Regions from separate parts of the Rattus norvegicus genome. Here all the other regions are linked to region 2. A link is a contact called in public Hi-C and HiChIP or PLAC-seq data. All regions are on one chromosome and are shown on one strand. Each heading gives the region's core, a stretch centred on a gene start, on an enhancer-like site or on the middle of the called end of the contact. The rest is flanking DNA. Distances are from core to core; before and after follow the strand shown. Region 1 holds the start of Ighmbp2 (immunoglobulin mu DNA binding protein 2). Region 2 holds the start of Ccnd1 (cyclin D1). Region 3 has its middle 24 kb from the start of Mrgprd. Region 4 holds the start of Cpt1a (carnitine palmitoyltransferase 1A).

Region 1 (3,140 bases), core at 558-3,057, 430 kb before region 2:
TCTGGTGTATCTGAAGACAGCTACAGTGTACTTATATATAATAAATGAATAAATCTTTTTTTTAAAAAAAGAGAGAGATCTTGGGAGCTTGTGGATTACCAGTCTAACCAAATAGCCAGCTCCAGGTTCACCGAGAAACTTGTAGAAATCAGGTGGAGAGGGGCTGGAGAGATGGGTTAGTGGTTAAGAGTAACTGCTGTTCTTATAGAGGATAAAGTTTGGTTCCTAGCACCCACATGAAAGGCCAAGAGTTCCTGCAACTCCAGCTCCAGGGATCTGTGATGAACCAGCCTGCTTCCATCTTAAGCCAGAAAGCCATCTTATAGGAAGGAAAAACTAGGTTCATTCCTGTTTATGATTAAATCTGTTTCTCAAGGATTGGGTTATGCCCCACCTTAACTACAAATGGCTTTACACTGCCTGTTCCAGAAAACAGCAACCATACCCTTGTTTCAAAGTTATTATGACTACCTGTTGTTATGACCACCTTGCAAGGGCACCTTTGCTTCAGAAGGTTATTATAACCAATTTGTTACGCTATGTTCTGCTTCTGTAACCCCACCCCTCACTTGGAAACCTTCTACTCCTGAACTATAGAAACCTTATTTCATCCATGTCCAATGCTGACCTCCTGAACCCTGCCTTAGGCAGAGGAAGCCTGTGTACCCGAGTGAAAAAGCATGCTTTAATTAATTTGGCCATGATGATTTGAGTTGGTGGTCTTTCTCCTGGCATCTATGGATTAACATCTGAACTCCTCTTCTGGACTCCAAAAGCACCTTCACTCAAGTGCACAGAAAAGACACGCCCCTACCGCCACACAAACAAACATCCCAATAAATCTTTTTTAAAAAGGAAACGAAAAGGTATTAGACAATAGTGGCCACCTGACATCATCTGCTCTCCACACCAGCATGTGCACCCACCTACAAACGTACATACACATAATACATACACAAACCAAAAGGTCTGGGTCAAGAGTACACTGCTTAGTTACTAGTTATGTTTCAAGATAGTTCATTCCATGGTCTAAGGTCCTAACATTAAAATCACTCACTCCTTTTTTCAACATCATTTTTTTTCTGATCCGAGGGTGGCTAGCAGCCCGAGGACAATGGTCCACATTCAGGCTCTACTTAGCAGCTTCTAAGTTGCATCTCTACGTATGTATGACCCTGGGTAGGTCACTTCTCTAGGCCCATTTGTGTGTCTTTATTATGGGACCTAAACATAAGTTTAAGAGCACTTGTCAGTATTAACCAATGAACTGAAGGAACCACGTTCTCATACTCCAAACCCAGTGCAATATTCACGACGCTCGCAACCAACACACCAGGTACCAAGGCGAACTCAGACACACATGCGGCAGTCGGCAGAAGCACCGCTAGTTTCCTCCCACACCAGGCCTCCCTGGTCTCACCAGGTCCGGGTCCCTGGGATGCCAAGATGCTACGCCTACACACAGACACCAGCCGCCCGAAAAAGCCCGGCAATACGGAGGCCGCTATGGCAGCCGCCATTTTTCCACAGTAGCAACCGGAACCGGAAGCGGCGCGAACTTTGTGCGTCAACGCACAAGCCCAGTAGGGAACACCTGGAGGAGGGAAACAGGGATCCTACTGCAGATCTGCTTCAAGTCACTGGCTTGGCAGAGAGTACAGGAAACGGGCCGGTCGGAAATCAGTACCCTGGCTGGCAGCGCAGGTCCTTTGCGGACTATGGTCCGGTGGGGAACGCGGTCCGACAGGAACACGGGTCCCAATGGCCGAGCAGGAAGCATCAGTCAGGGGCTGCACCACGGAGCAGATGGACTCGTCCACCGTGGAGAGTTTTGTGGCCCAGCAGCTACAGCTGTTGGAGCTAGAGCGGGACGCCGAGGTGGAGGAGCGCAGGTAGGTTTGGCCGCGGGTCCCAGGGTCTCTGTAGCTCTCCTTAGTCACCGCCTGGAGCCGGCTAGTATTCGCTGGGTCAATGGGCAGCACACGGAGTCGGCCCTTGGAGAAGACTGCAAGACCGCATAGCGTCGTCACTTCGGGGCGTCGAGGCAAAAGGATTGGGAGTTCAAGGTCATCTTTGCCTACGTAGTCAGTTTGAAGTCAACCCGGGCTATAGGAGATCCTGAAGTGAAACCCACCCCACTCGTGTGTGTGTGTGTGTGTGTGTGTGTGTGTGTGTGTGTGTGTGTCTGTCTGTCTGTCTGTCTGTCTGTCTGTCTGTCTGAACAGCCTCCTAAAGGAAAGTCAATGAAGCCTGTGTTATGTATGGTGGCTGAACATTTCTGAAGAGCCATCGTCTTTCAGGGGAATATCTACAGCCTGCAACAGACAGAGCCACCACTTCTGTATCCCACAGTGCAATCCCTGGGATGTATTTCCCTAAGGATAGACAAAGGCTGGTGAAGTAACTGGCCCAGGGTAACCCATGTGGAGGCAGGACTTGAAGCCAGTCTGTATGATTACACCTGCAACCATTGATTAGTTGAGAGTCTGTCAGTCATGATAAGTGAGAGTTTTTGCTGCTTGGGCTGTGTGACTATGAGATTATGCACTAAAATTTCCTATACTCTCTGTGAAGGCATGTGATTCCCACACCACATGCTTGCTGTGAGAGTGAAGGGATCTGCTTCAAGTCAGACTAGGGCCTTGAACCACAGTTAGAGTGTTGGTGGTAAGAAGTAGAGAGGGAGTCAGGTGTAATGGGAGGGCCCCCAAAAGACTTGATGACAGATGGCAAAGAGACACGATAAGACTCAGTTGGCTGACCTGGAGCAAGTTAGGCAGTACCTGTCCTGGGAGCTGTGGGAGAGGTTGGACTGGAGCAGAGCAGATCCGGAGTTCCTCTGGGGCATGCATACCTGATGCCTGTAAGCAGAACTCCTTTCCCGCCTGTGCAGGCACAAGCAGTGAAGCCACTATCCTTGGTGTCTTCTAGGTCCTGGCAGGAACACAGTTCTCTGAAAGAGCTTCAGAGCCGAGGGGTGTGTTTGCTGAAGCTTCAGGTATCGGGCCAGCGCACTGGGTTGTATGGACAGCGGCTGGTCACCTTTGAGCCCAGGAAGTTTGGGCCTGCAGTGGTGCTTCCCAGCAACAGCTTCACCTCTGGTAGGTGTTCGGTATAGTTTTGTATTGACCATTGCTGGT
Region 2 (2,767 bases), core at 87-2,586:
GGGGAGAATATGTGAATAGTTCGCCTAACTTGGGGTCGGATACTGTGAAAACGTTCCCAAAACTAGGGAAATAAGTAATAGACCAAGGTGGTGGAACCTCTTCATTCTAAAAATATTTGACTATAAATTTAAAATAGGCTTAGGGATCCATTCTGGTATCCACGAGTATCTATAGAATGTCTTTAAATATCACCTTATCGGCTCACACATTTATCTTGATTCTCACCAGTCCCCACCCCCAAACTCTGTAAGGCTGCCCCAGCTGCAATTCTAAAGGTGGGGGAACACAAAACACACCCCCAACGAAGCCAATCGGGAAGCTTCCGGTGGTCTGGTTCCTGGAAGGGCAACTAATACTTGCAGCGATTTACTTTTCTTAATTAAAAAATAAATTACACAAAGAGCCTATCGTGTCTCAACCTTTCCTTCAAAGATTTATTTTTCTCCGGCAGTGGAGGAGGGGGATACCAGAGGACCCTGGCCAGGATAAACCGGTCACTGTAAGAAGGCAAATCTCAGACCCCATCCCCACCCCCACCCCACCCCCAGCGAGGAGGAATAGATGAAGGAAATAATGGCCACCATCTTGAGCTGTTGCTGAGATTTTCGGGGTTTTATTTTATTTTATTTTTGAGCGAGTACATGCCAGGCTGGGGACCCTTTAAAGCTCAAAGATACCCCTCTGGCCCTTTGCAACCACCCCAGTGCGCCAGGAGGGAGCCTGCACGAGAACTTAGGGCTCGTCTGGCATCTTCGCCTGTTACACAGTTCCTGAATTTTACACGTGTTGATGAAATTGAAAGAAGTCGAGGACGACGGGATTTCTTAGCAATCGGTCCGCCCGTGGGTGCCCTCGTGGCGTCCTCGGAAACGCGCCCATTCTCTCCGCTTAAGTATAGGGTGTCCTTGCACCCCCCACGATCCCCTTCCATACATTCTTTCTTGGCTTGCGTGTGGCCTGGCCTCCCTCCTAGCTGTCCCCCTGTCCAGAGCCGCCGCTACCCCACCTTCACAGGTCTCGGAGGACCCACTTGGGGAAAGAAGCCCCCCTCCCCATTGCCCTTGCCCCGCTCTTTCCCAGCTTAGAGAGAAGCAGTCCCGGCGATTTGCATATCTACGAAGGCCGAGGGGGGAGGGGGCAGGCTTTGGGTTTGTCCCCCCCCACCCCCGCCGCTCACTGCTCCCGAGCCCCCTCCCCCTGCGCCCGCCTCGGCCCGCCCCCCCTCCTTTTTCTCTGCCCGGCTTTGATCTCTGCTTAACAACAGTAACGTCACTCGGACTACAGGGGAGTTTTGTTGAAGTTGCAAAGTCCTGCAGCCTCCAGAGGGCTGTTGGCGCAGTAGCAGAGAGCTGCAGACTCCGCGCGCTCCGGAGACCGGTCGTAGAGCGCGAGGCAGCGCGCGTCAGCAGCAGACACCGGAGCCCAACCCGGACCACAGCCCTCCCCAGGCGGCCGCGCCATGGAACACCAGCTCCTGTGCTGCGAAGTGGAGACCATCCGCCGCGCGTACCCTGACACCAATCTCCTCAACGACCGGGTGCTGCGAGCCATGCTTAAGACTGAGGAGACCTGCGCGCCCTCCGTTTCTTACTTCAAGTGCGTGCAGAGGGAGATTGTGCCATCCATGCGGAAAATCGTGGCCACCTGGATGCTAGAGGTGAGAAACTACAGGCTGCTAGCTTGGGACCCCCTGGCAACTTGTTGCTATCACCGACATCTTCTTCCCTTCTCTTCCTTTCCGTCACGGATTTTTCCCGGTGTGTTGCTAGGACTCGGGATTCACAAAATAAATAGACACTTTCGGGTCCTTTTGAACGGGAAAGGTTTAGGAGTTGGGGCGATAGGAATTTCTTTTCCTGGTGGGGGGGGGCAGTCGGGGAGGGGTGCCTTCCAGGGAGGACCGTGTCAGAGACACCACAGAGGATGCAGGCTGAGCTTCTTCTGTGGCCCCCGCTTGTGCCCCATTCCTGCAGCGCCTCAGCGGGGGCCGCCCCTGCGCGTAGCGCCAGCTAAGGGGGGAGGGGGCATAGATTTGATTTTTAAATTAATATCCATGGACACGTATGCAAGGGCCGCTCGTGCCAATATTATGCGCCATCTTTGCTCCTTTATTGCAAAGCAAAAGTGTTTATTAATAATTGGGGGCAGGGCGGAGAGTGGCAGAAGGGGCGCTGGGACGGGCACGAGGGGCCTCGTGGCGGCCGGGAGTCACTAAATAGGACACTGTGAGGAATATTTGGGGGTGGGAGACTCTTTGTTCAAACAACGGACCCCTGGGCACCCCGCACACGCTGCCTGGCCCAGAGAAAACGCTAGACTGCAAGGTCGCGTGGCCCCCTAGTCACCGAGATTGACTGTTGTCCGTGCGGGTCTGCATTTGGGGGAACCTGTCTGGGTCAAGCCGGGGGACCAAAGCACATTTTCAGTTGTTCAACAGGAGGCTCAAGGGTTCCAAAATATTTTAAAATAATTTTTAAAGTGAGTTATAATGCCCTTGCAGAGGCAAACAGCGCCCGCACCCAGCAAAAGGGGGGCCCCCGAAGTTTGAGTTGCTGGGACTTATCCCCCAATGTCCACCGAGCTCCTGACCCTCGGCTTGGATCAAGGGTAGCCCTATTGTTATTTTCAGGCCGTTTTTAGGCACCTAGTTATTTTTTAAATATTTTTAAATATTTTTTGAAAAGATGACGTCTGGGAAATGCAGCGCGGCGGCCTGGGACGCCACCTTTGTGTCTCGCGTGCGCTTGAGCGGTGCCCAGCCCCCGG
Region 3 (2,898 bases), core at 271-2,770, 400 kb before region 2:
CTTTGCTGATCCAGTTGCCCTGCAGCTGTATATCTTATTAAAACATGTTTTTGTTTGGGGGGAGGGCATACTTGCAGAGGTCAGCACATGTGTGGGAGTAAAGACGCCAAGCAGCAGTCAGCCTCTCCTCTATAACGTGTTTCCCAGGATCACTCAGGCCCTCAGACTTGGTGGCAGGCACCTTTCCCTGCTACATCTGGCTTTCACACGGATTCTAAGGATCTAAACTTGGGTTCTCATGCTTGAACAGCAAGCGGTTTGCCCACGGAGCTGTTTCCCTAGTCCAGCACATCTGTTGTTGCACAGGATCTGTGCATTTGGGCATGGAGATTATACTGAACCCAGGTCTCTGTCCACTGGGAAAGACTAGGTCTCAAATTGCCACTGGGAGCTGCTCCCAGGTGTGGCCCTCCAGGAGGAGCTAGGCTTGCACAGGCTAGGGCTTGAGAGGATGTGGAGTACTGATAATGTCCATACCATCACACTAGTGTGTGGCTTCTCCAGGTACACACACACACACACACACACACACACACACACACACACATATACATATGCACACACACACACAAACACACATATGCACACACAAATATACAACACACATATACACATGCATATACACACATACACACACATACATGCATGCATGCATGCTCCCCCCCCCTCATCGAGACTGTTCAGAGACTGTTAAGTTACCAAGCAGGGAGGAAGAATGACCACACCGTTCTTGGAAGAGAACATGTGTGGTTTGGGCCCCTGCACATAGGTCTTCATGCCATTGCCTGTACCGTGTCTCTACATCCCACAAGCCCTGTCTTGGATGATCACTACCCTGACTGTTGCTTCATTAAAATGCTGGCTTCAAAGTCTGTCTGTCATCCCAGAGAGCTCTCATTAGGAAAATGGCCAATTGCTTGAAAAATGTTTTATGGCCTGACTGGGCAGGTCAGCCCAGGAACTGGAAAAGGCAGCCAGATGTCTCCCCTGCCGGCCCTGTGAGCTCTGGGTCACTGGGACACAGCCTCCCAGGAGGGAGGGGCCCACATGGGTTGGTTAAGGGTAAGGGGTCTCTTGGGGAGGCCCCGGTGGCCCTGGCCCTGCCTCCTTGGTATTGAGTCCCTTTACACTTCATACTACAGCCCCAGGTTTGCCTGGACTTGGACCTCATTTTCCTCATTCCTAAAATGGGGCTTTACAAGACCCACTTCACTGGGTAGTTGTGAAAGTTAGAGAAAGTCTAGTGCCAGATGCTGGTGACAGTTTAACCAGTCTCTGACTGGCATTACCACTGTTCTCTGTCAAAGCCTGTGTAGGGGACTGAAGTGGCCACAGTTCCAAGACAGTGCTTCTCCGGCTGGTCGGGGATCACCAGTATGCTTCTGTAGGATCACCCAGAGGGGTGGCCTCAGTGGGCTGCTGGGTACCCAGCTGCTTCAGGAGGTTCCAGGCCAAAGTGACAAGCTTGGCACTTAGAGGGAATTTCACTCTGTGCCAGGAGTTTGGCAAGAGCTGCGGCCTTATTTGGTCTGGAAACTTCTCGGAGGGAAGGCAGTGTGGAACGGCCAGTGGACCTCTAATGGGCGGGCAGAGATGTGGTCATTTCCCAGGACAGGATCTGGACGTACTGAAGTTCTCCATCACCAAGTCCTCATCCAAGTGTGCACCAGACCCAATGCTACCTAGTGTGGGACAGCAGACAAGACTGGCTACTACACCCTCCCTGCTTTTCTCTGTTGAGATGGCTGCCTTTGCCCTTCCCCACTAGAGCCCCAGCTCAGGGCTCTGCCTGCCCTCTGCTGCCAGGAGTACCAGTCAAGCTTCACCAAGGGCAGTGCCCTCATCACAGTTTACCCTCTGACAGTGCAGAATCCTACAGTCCTGGTCCCCACCCCAGGTCTTCTGTGTGGCTTGTGGCTAATCCCCATATCTTCCCACAGTCTCAGGAACCATGGATCCACTTTCTGCACTTGACAATTGACCTATTTTGGAAACTTCATTTCAGTACACAGTTCTTGCCTTCAGCTATTTTACTTGGCACCCTGTGTCCGAGGTTTGCCCAGGTTGTATTACACATCAATCTTGTTCCTTATTTTATTTTTCAACACATCAAATTACCTTTATTTCGGTATGCATCCACATTTCAACATTTAGTGCTTGTGAACAGAGTGGGGAACATGGCAATGAGCCAGTAGGCCAGGTGACACAAACATAGAGTGACACAGAGCTCCCACTGAGGGTCTGAGGAGCAACACTGAAACCTGACTCCACAGAGTCAGTACCTTATGTTCCAATTGTCAGGCTCCACACCAGACCTGATGGGTGGCCAGGCTCACATGAGAGCCCTTGTCCAAACCAAGCTTCAATGTGTAAAGCCAAAGGGATCATGGGAAAAGGAACCAACTCAGATCCTTGTGCACTCAGGACTCTCCACATGGCCTTCCTCTAGGTACAGCAACCAGGGGTCCTGAGCCCTGGCCGGTCTGAGTTACCTGTGACTGCTCTGTTCACCTTGAGACCTGAGCCCAAAGCTCACAGGCCGATGGCAACAGGGCAGAGGACCTGGCACTCCCTTCCAAGGCTGGTGGCAAGTGAACGAGTGTGTCCTGGAGCTAAGGGAGGAAAGCCAGGTTCTTCCAACCTCATCTGATGGCTTTGGGTCACAGCACAGTGTTGTGTGGTGGTCAGCAAGAAAGGAGGTGAGGATGAGGGGGAAAAACAGCAACCCTGATAAAAGTGGGGAGACAGGAAGTTCTGAATTCCTCACCAGTAGCCAATTTCAGAGGGAGCGGATGTTACAATCTAAGCTTTGGCCAAGGGTGGGAGTCAAGGAGTGGGGACAATGGCTTTGATGGGGCATCACTTAAGACTTAAGAAAGCAGGGGTGCAGCAGCCCCA
Region 4 (2,943 bases), core at 413-2,912, 470 kb before region 2:
CACACGGTCCTGAAAGAGCTCACAGTGGTGGCCTCTGCAGTAACTAAGTAAGGAGGTGACCGCACGGCAACCCATTTTCGCCTCTTTAACTTTGCACAATAGGCTGGTATTGCATTTTACTTAAAACAAAAACATGTATCTTATTTATTTATGGTTGAGTACACGCTATACCTCGTGTGTGGAAGTCGGGATAATGTTTACCCTCTGAGTTCATGGATCGAACTCGGGTCGTAAGGTTTGGCAACAGACTTATTTTCCCAACAACAAAAATTCTTGCAACAAGAGCTTAAATTGGCATTAATTCAAGTGTGCAGTAATCCTTTTTTAAGCCTAGTAGGCGGGTCACCAGCTTAACACCCGCCTCCCATTTTCTTCTCTCCTGAGCTGAGGATGTATCTTTGCCTGTTCCCAGGCTGTCCCTTAACTCCCAGATTCGAGTGACTTTTCCCTCCTTCAGGGAACTGGACATCTGCTAAACACACTTTAAAACGAACGATTCATCTTGGACTACCACTTTATTCTAAACTAATTCAAATGCAGACTTCCTCTAGTCGTAAGACTCTGGCCTACCCGTAAATATCTATGCAGAGTGACTAAACATATTTTTCTAACCAAATGAAAAAAAAAAACCCTTCAAATGGTCAAAGTACAGGAGAGTCGCGTGGCTGTAGCCGCCTGCAGATCAAAACTACAAGTTCAAGGCGCTGGGGGAGGGAAGGGCACTAGCAACCGCGGCTTCCCGCCCCGCCCCTTCCACCCACCCGGCCAGGGTCACGTGATGGCTGAGAAAAGTAGGGGAAAGGTTACGGGAGCCCCGCCCCCGTGCTGGCGCGTCCGGGGCGCTCGGATCCTGTTCCACCGGCCGAGCCCACGCAGGCCTTCCGGAGCGACGCGTCGCCGCTGCCATCCCAGTGTACTGCCCGGGAGCCACCGACCCGCTTTGTCCGAGGACAGATGTCGCATGCAACAAAACAGCCTGCCAGCACCGTGCCTCAAAGGGTTTCACTGCGAAACCCAAGGGGGTAAAAAACAAAAAGTAAAAAATTACAGCGCTTTTATGAATGGGCAAAATGGGCAAGAGGAGTCAGGGTTGGGTAAGCTCCGGCCAGCGCCCCAAACTCCCGAGAGAATCGAGCCTGCCCGTTCCGTGACCACTGGGTCTGAGCCAAGCGCAGCGGCGGCGGAAGGGAGGCGTTCCATCCCTCATCTGCAGTCAGGTGGCTTTCTAGCTCAAACTCGAAAGGTTTTGTCTTGTGCAGGAAGCCGCTTCGGCCACTTTTGATACAAAACCTGACCAGCGCTTGATTCCAACGACAGTTAAGGAGTTCAAAGCCCGGCATGATGGTGCACGCCTATAATCACAGCACTTGGGGTTGCAGGAAGGAGATCAGGGTTCAAAGCCAACCCTGTGTACATCGCAAGCTGGAGGCCAGCATGTGTTCCATGAGACCCTATCTCACTTTTTAAAAGTAAATAAATAAGGTAGAAGAGAAAATTCAAGTGTAAGGTTAAGTCTAGCGAGGCATACTAGTTAACAAAACAATAATTTACATGACAAAAGAGCTCTTGTGCTTCAGCAAAGCCAGTGCAGCCATAGACTCTGAACCCAGACCGTGCCCAGACCTACCTATTGCTCTGCACTCCCCGGAGCAAGCACTGTCCTCCGCACCACAGTCCTCTGCTTTAGGTCCTCACTGAGCTCGGAGTCGACCGACTAGGGAGGTGGTGGTGGTGATGTATGCTTGCTGGCACAAATAAAAGGCCAAAGCTGTGTTTTAGTCATTTGGCTTGTGGTTTTGACAGAGATAAACACGCTTGAATATCAGGAATGACCAGAAACCAGACGCCTGTGCGACAAAATGCTGTAACTAAATACGCGTTCGAAAAAGCTTCTAGACTCAATTTCATTTTATTTGCAAACTTCCAAAGTTAGCAGTTTTCGACTAAAATCTGTCCTTGGACAACTATCTGAATGCACGGTACAGAAAGGAGCCGAGCGGGAGTTGGCCCGGAGTTGAGAGTCCTGAGCCTGATTGTATCTAGCCTGGTTCACACTAGGAACTTTTTAACTCCTTAAAAACGTGAGCATTCATCTGTGTTCTGTGACATCAACGAAAGCCAGACCCGAGACGAAGGGTACCGGCTGTTAGGGCACATCGGGGCTGCCCAGACCGCGCTGTCAGGCTGTCCCAGGCCAAGTTCACTCAGGCCGGGTCACGTGACACCCCCACCCTCCCGGGCTCTGGTCCCAGCGCGACCTTGAGCAGTCTCTGGACACCCACCTGCCCTTGAACCTCGGGCAAAAGAGAGGGTGAGGGGTGCGCAACACTTGAGTATATGCACCAAGGGTGTGTCCCGAAGGCTGTACTGCAGGGACTCGCGCGGGGAGAGGGCACCGGCCACCTGCCAAGTCCCCTGGCAGAGCATCCTTTCTACTGCGGAGCCCGACCCTCACGGACCCTGAGAACCAATCCACCTGCAGGATGGCGAATGGAAAGAGCCTGGAAAAGGGCTCAGTGTCCACACTGGCCCCAAGCCACCCGCGGAGTGGGGAGATGGGGTCGGAAAGGGAATTTACGCCTACTGGTCAGGGACCAAGGAGTCATGCCTAATCCTGAGCATCCTTCACTGGGTAATGAGGACCCCAAAACACGCGGTGAGACATCAAGAGCCGTGGTCCCATGCGTCCGGAACGGAGGCATCTTGCCCAGTCTGGGGACCAAGCATCTTTCCTCCCGTCCCGGGATCCCCAGATCCGTCACAGCGCGGGGGAAGGGGTGCCCTCTGCTTCTCCAATGCGCGGCTCACGCGTACCCCACGGGCACAGTCTGGGTCTCCCTCCACGCTCCCAAAGGTGATACCAGCGCGCCCAGTTCAGGGCGGTGCCGCAGCGCTGCCCTCCCGGTGTCTTACCGAGTCTGTGGACGGCGGCGGCGGAATGAG

Evidence for each region. A called contact is a pair of places that touch in the nucleus more often than the background predicts. HiChIP or PLAC-seq counts read pairs in DNA pulled down with a chosen protein or histone mark.
Region 1: a contact with region 2 is called in an H3K27ac HiChIP or PLAC-seq map of oligodendrocytes, with 5 times the contacts expected there. The contact joins the promoter of Ighmbp2 here to the promoter of Ccnd1 in region 2. A contact is called at or near these places in 2 of 12 Hi-C or Micro-C datasets (frontal cortex and hepatocytes) and 1 of 1 datasets of contacts at active chromatin or transcription factors (oligodendrocytes).
Region 3: a contact with region 2 is called in a Hi-C map of liver, with 2.3 times the contacts expected there. The contact joins the enhancer-like site here to the promoter of Ccnd1 in region 2. A contact is called at or near these places in 2 of 12 Hi-C or Micro-C datasets (frontal cortex and liver) and 1 of 1 datasets of contacts at active chromatin or transcription factors (oligodendrocytes).
Region 4: a contact with region 2 is called in a Hi-C map of liver, with 2.4 times the contacts expected there. The contact joins the promoter of Cpt1a here to the promoter of Ccnd1 in region 2. A contact is called at or near these places in 1 of 12 Hi-C or Micro-C datasets (liver) and 1 of 1 datasets of contacts at active chromatin or transcription factors (oligodendrocytes).

The regions. Positions count from the first base shown.
Region 1 is chr1:209,957,237-209,960,376 of GRCr8, reverse strand. Ighmbp2 (immunoglobulin mu DNA binding protein 2) reads left to right here and starts at 1,807. Exons shown (of 15, transcript NM_031586.2): 1 at 1,807-1,892; 2 at 2,932-3,101. The coding sequence starts at 1,807. It overlaps Mrpl21 (mitochondrial ribosomal protein L21), which reads right to left and starts at 1,684. Exons shown (of 7, transcript NM_001107567.1): 1 at 1,421-1,684. The coding sequence starts at 1,520.
Region 2 is chr1:209,526,379-209,529,145 of GRCr8, reverse strand. Ccnd1 (cyclin D1) reads left to right here and starts at 1,336. Exons shown (of 5, transcript NM_171992.5): 1 at 1,336-1,658. The coding sequence starts at 1,461.
Region 3 is chr1:209,931,168-209,934,065 of GRCr8, reverse strand. No RefSeq gene overlaps it. Among named protein-coding and RNA genes, the nearest start is that of Mrgprd, 24 kb to the right of the region's middle. Within about 2 kb of position 1,520, at least 8 of the 93 cell types and tissues checked have an H3K27ac peak or open chromatin away from gene starts, as enhancers often do. A contact at or near this core is called in liver, where this site is marked.
Region 4 is chr1:209,994,879-209,997,821 of GRCr8, reverse strand. It overlaps Cpt1a (carnitine palmitoyltransferase 1A), which reads right to left and starts at 1,662. Exons shown (of 19, transcript NM_031559.2): 1 at 1,628-1,662.